Linked DNA regions of Rattus norvegicus: region 2 is linked to region 1. The links are chromatin contacts, called in public Hi-C maps. All regions are on one chromosome and are shown on one strand. The core of a region is the stretch at or near the end of the contact, and the rest is flanking DNA. Distances in the headings are between cores, read along the strand shown. Region 1 has its middle 450 kb from the start of Nyap2. Region 2 has its middle 410 kb from the start of Irs1.

Evidence for each region. A called contact is a pair of places that touch in the nucleus more often than the background predicts.
Region 2: a Hi-C map of the A7r5 cell line shows a contact between it and region 1, with 2.3 times the contacts expected there. The contact joins two enhancer-like sites. A contact is called at or near these places in 2 of 12 Hi-C or Micro-C datasets (the A7r5 cell line and the Rat2 cell line).

Annotation. Positions count from the first base shown.
Region 1 is chr9:90,303,875-90,306,669 of GRCr8, forward strand. No RefSeq gene overlaps it. Among named protein-coding and RNA genes, the nearest start is that of Nyap2, 450 kb to the left of the region's middle. Within about 2 kb of position 1,352, at least 12 of the 93 cell types and tissues checked have an H3K27ac peak or open chromatin away from gene starts, as enhancers often do. A contact at or near this core is called in the A7r5 cell line, where this site is marked.
Region 2 is chr9:90,645,326-90,648,120 of GRCr8, forward strand. No RefSeq gene overlaps it. Among named protein-coding and RNA genes, the nearest start is that of Irs1, 410 kb to the right of the region's middle. Within about 2 kb of position 1,411, at least 4 of the 93 cell types and tissues checked have an H3K27ac peak or open chromatin away from gene starts, as enhancers often do. A contact at or near this core is called in the A7r5 cell line, where this site is marked.

The DNA of each region.
Region 1 (2,795 bases), core at 102-2,601:
GTTTATTCCTAGTATGTCAATTCCTATAGACAAATGCATTTTACCAAAAAAAAAAAAAGAGTTAATGCTTAAAGGAGACCTTATATTATTTTAAGACATTTATTTACTTTGCTTTTTATAGAGAATCATACTATGTTAACCAGTGCTCAAAAATACTTGTTTCTACTTTATTTTGAAATGCACTTCCAAAATTAAGATTATATGTTTAGATAGTAAGGTTTCTGAAAACAATTGAAAATCTGGAGTTCATCATGCCAAATATTGCTTATATGTCACAGAGAGTATGTATTTCTCAAATATTCGTTACTTTATCTTATGATTATTTAATGGCAGTTTTCTAAGATTTTATATTATGTATTGAAAGTGAAGCACAGTAAGTACACCAAACACACTGAGAGAAAGCAGGAAGTCAAAAGGAAGTTTATTTCTGTGCCATCTATACCACCAAACACTTTTCTCCAGTTCATTTTAGGTCATAACATGGGAATTTCATGAACACAGCCAAAAACAACAATGATACAATAAAACTACAATGCAGTTAATATTAGAGCAGCCCATGGTCAGCACTGCTTCATAGCCAAAAGCGATGGTGAACAGGCTCACTTCCCCCTCTCTTCTCTTTGTACCTCTCTTATCCCTAGATAAAAAACTAAAGCAGTTGGGGAACATACTTGGAGCGAATAACTAGATTAAAAACCCGATCCGTAACTGCTTTGGTTTTCTTTGTGTCTGCTTTAAAGCTAAAGCTAAAAATGAAGATGAAATACGGCTTTTCAGTTTATTACCTTTTGAATATCACATTCGTACACAAACACACACACACACACACACACACACACACACACACACACACACACACACACTCTGTTACACACTTCTGTCTGACTCGAATGAAGCTGCCCGTTCAACCAAGGGGAATGCATGCAGCACGAGTAAACCCTTAGAGCTTGAGGTGACACTTATTAAATGTATGTCAAATATTTGCAGAGATTCAGCCAATTCAGCACAAGTGGCAAACCCTTCATGAGACTGGCCACCGTGTTATGCTGGCAGGAAAATAGAATCTGAGCTGAGAAACGGGAGGGGAAAAAATGCAAGTTCTCTTAGGTCAAGGGCAACAGCTGAACAGCTCTGGGCCTACCTGCTTCAAAGGGTTCAGTGTCTTGTGTTTATAGATAAAATGTTGGTTTCTATGGGGGAAGGGTAGTCACGAGAACAAATGTCCCTGACACCCAAACAAAATAATCCCAAATAAAATGGGTGATGTAGTCAATAGTAAAAAGGGAGATAGCTATTCATGGGGAAAATGCATGACCTCACCCTGTTAGAATACACAGCCATTCATCAGCCTGGCCCAGCTTTTCTCGCTTACTTGCTTTGAATTGCATGACTCAGGGCCTTTCCCCATCCACACAGGGTTAGCTCATTTGACTGCAGACATTAAAGGTTTCTCAAGACTGGATGAATGTAAAGAAAGTTCTCAGTGTGCAGAACTCTTCCTTGTGGAAACTTTGGAGGCTTTCTTTGAGAGTGATGCACGGCCCTTTAACTCCTTGTTACCCTTTCATCTTCTTGATTCATTTCTGTCTTTGGTCTCAGTAAAGCATCATGTTAGCATAGCCGGGAGAGAAGCCTCTGTGACCAACAGAAATGTATTATAGGAATAAACTGGAGAAATATGTTCAGAAGCAGACGAATGAGCTAAAAATAGCCTTGTAAGCAAGCTAGGTTATAATTTTCAATTGTGGTTCCTGCTTAAATCTTTGAGGGCTATCGGCCCATCTCCTGGTTTTCAAAAGGCCCCTTAATTTAACTATAAACAACTGCCCCTAAAACTGCAACCAAATTGTTTGTGCTGTGTTATGTATCTAAGGAAACAAATGTAGACATCTAGAATTACATTATTAGTTTCTTTGGAGACATGTGCACTTCAAAGATTTCTCAGAATCTAGCAATGCCATGTCACCCGGGAGCCAAGGCCTCCTGTGGTGAAAGTTTCAGTTCCCTGGCTTCTGCTCCTACCCTCAGCCTCAGCCGCTGTGCTCTAGTTCTGTCCAGATATTTGGTTACTGCAGTGTAGGGGAGCAGGCCAGATATCTACTCCATTGGTTCCATTAGATGGTCGATAAAATTCCAGAGAGCAAACAAATTGAGTTTGGTCAATCTAATGCTTTCTGTTATGTCACCTTCGTCATTGCTAGTATGAACCGTGTCCTGGTGTCAGATGGAGGATAGCTCCCAGGCCCTCTCTCCTGGGAATCGACAGGGCTGGTCTAGAGATTTTTGTGATATTAGGTATCCCAGCAGCTCAAAGCTGTGCTTTAAGAAAGGCAATTCGCATCTTCATGTTGCCAAAGCATGGTGAGTACAAACCGAATCAGCCCACCATGCTTTTATTGTAGCCAACTCAACAGTTTCCAAAGGAATCATGACATCGTGGCTCAAGGTCTGGTGCATCAGCCCTGTCCAGCAAGTACAGCACTAGCTCTCCAAAACTTTAGGAACCTCTCCAAACAGCCTGCTAGCAAGAAGTGTTTGAGAAGAGTGGCCCTGGGTGACTTCTTAGGTACATGTTAACAACTTCTCCTTTGTCTTTTCTGATGACTGCAGTGGAGAAAGAATCTTGTCACAAGCACCTTGAATACTAACCATCGGACCCAAGCAAAGGGTAGATCTGTCATGTTCCACCCACACAGCTTTTGAGCTACCACAGGTGAGCTAGGAGAGAGAGTTGCACTAGCCTGGCCGCTGCATTATTTTTGGCCTGTCTGCGCATGCCTGCCTGGATGGAGAGG
Region 2 (2,795 bases), core at 161-2,660, 340 kb after region 1:
ATGAATTCAACACCTACATTCACCTCTATGACCCCATTGGTTGAGTAAGTAATATATGCAACATGGAGCTTCCTAACGGAAACACAAAACACAGATAGATTCTTGGGTCTCTAGGAACATGAGCCCAAGAAATAAAGCTGAAAAATAGACAATGGCCTTCAGTGTCTGAAAAGGGAGACAGGAGTGTCATGAGCACACAGAGAAGAGTCCCTTAGCCTTTACTTGGTGACATTAAATACATTTTCTAAAGTGATGGCTTCTAACATGAGACCCAAGTAATGAAGAGAAACCTTATCCATGGTGACAGTAAGGGACCTTTCCTTAAAAAAAAATCATGTAAACCCAAGACTGAATAATTTCTAGCAAAATTTCATTTATTAATATAAATATAATTTGGAGAGGGACTAACTGCAGTAAGAAGGGAAGGAGTGGAGGCTGATGAGACAGGGAAGATCTACCAAAGTCGAACTATTTCAGTTGAATTTCACATTAGAGGGATTCCACATAGGCACCTATGAGACTCCTCATGTCCTAGTCAATATCATCCCACCATGTTATATCAGCTGGCCCCGTCACCTTACCTGAGTCAGTGATCTGTCATCATCTGAATTCTGAGAAAGCCTCACTTTACACCAAGAACTTCTTCTAGATAGGACTTTCTAGAAACTTGAAATGGACCTTTCACATTTCTGTCTCTCCTCTGTGTCGAAAACCTAAAAATCATCCTAAACCAGCTCACAGTGGCCAACTGAGCTACAGACAGACAAGAGAAGCCTGCCCAGGAGAACGTGCTTTCCAGTCCAGCCGGAAGCATCTACCTAAAGTCTCTTGAGCTTTACAATGAACATGTGCTGTGTCAAGTCACAGAGTGTAGGATTGGTGGCTCTATTATGGTGGGCTGATATTGAGTAGGACCTGGAGGACCCTGTAGATTCCTGTGTGCAATCTCTCTAATGTGAACTCTCAGAATGTTTTACATTATTTTATTTTTACATTATTATATATATTATATATAATATAGCCAGATATATCATCAGGATATATATGTAAATCCATATATATGCATTGCATAAATATAAAAACATGTAGATAAATATATAAATACAGATCCCTGGGTCTATTTAGGGTTTCTTGTGTGTGTACTACTCCTGGGCTGACCACTCAAAGCAGGCTTAGTGAGTTTCTATAACAAGTCAGCATTGGAATTTGAAACTCGGCAGCATGATTCCTTAACTCATTCCTTTAAATAGTGTATGTCAAATTGTCTTATCACAAAATGTTCTAAATCCTGCCCTTAAGAATATATTAAAAAGATACCACCAAAGACTATTGTAGGCTATAAAAATAAGTATATGAACACCAAGACCCATGAACACTTTCTTCCCATGAATAATGCAGTGACAATCTCAAGAATGTATAGAGTGGTGCCAGGGGAAGTCTGCCTTCCTAACAAGTTTATCTTTGATCACTAATTCATTTACATAGATCCTGTCTGTGTGTCAATCCTCATGACTCGTGGCGCTGCATATTTTAGAACTTGACATATGCATTCTTTTCACAAGACTCTTTTCACAGCAGCCTTCATTTGTTGTCTACAAGAATGAAGAAAGCACGCTATGAGTGTTGAAAGCCCAGTTTCTATCTAAACTAGAGGGCAGAGAGAGTCAGGCCACATAGTCACTCCAGAAGCCTGGTTCTTCCGCAGCCTGCTGTGTAGACTTTCACTGCACCTTTGGGGGGAAAAAGGTGTTCATTCACTCAGAAGAATATCTATTGAGCTAAAACTTTGAGATGTGTGTTAAGTTAAGTTGGGGATAGAGTGAAGAATAAGTCATTATTTACAGACCAGTTGGCGAGTAGTCTGATGAAATAACCCAGGGATTGGAATGAATATAAACGAACCTGTTACTAATGTTCCAGGCCCTATAACCCTGTTACAGTCATTAGAATGGACTGGGAAGTTCCTTTCATAATGAGATCATTTCGACTCACTCTGTCAGGCTGAGAAGCAGGTACTTGCTAGGAGGGATATTTCAGTAATATTATAAGGTGAGAGGGGAATATAAGTCATAAATAAATAAGATGTATTCAGATGTTCTAGAAAGGAAAAGGAAATCAGTAAGCATTCCTGTGTCCTCAGCTGGTTATGTAGTCTAGCACAGAAGCCGTCAGGTCATTTGTGTGGTGATGAATCAGGACCCCCTATGATCCAGTTCATCAGTGCCCCATCTATAGTGTAGACATCAGGCTACATTTAGGTTCTGAAGAACTTCTAAGGAGCGAGATCTCAGGTGATAGCATAGGAGACGCTGATTTTCCTAAATCAGCCTTTAACACATGTAGGCTTATTTCTCTTAAAATATGGCTAATTTTAAATAGTAATTGAAACTTTTACTAAACTCAAGTTTGGACTATTTTGAATTCTTCAATAAAAACAAATCTAAATAATTCAAATGGAAACTCTTCCTAGGCAATTCTTCAACACAGAGGAGCTTTGGGCTTTGGCTCTTTGCTGCATATCGACTAGTTCCTAAAAATCCGCACTCCAGCCTTGCCCGTGTTTTCCAGTCCATGTCAGTAAAGACATAATAATAATAATACAAAGCCAAAGAAGTAGTACCAGGAAACATTTCCATCAATTCCCACTTCCCACAAATTTTAAGTGCTCTCCGGACAATATTCCATGTGATCCATTTTTTTTTTACCATTTTTTTCTTTTTCTTTTATTGGATTTTTAAATTTACATTTCAAATATTATCCCTTTTCCCAGTTTCTTCTCCATAAATTCACTATCT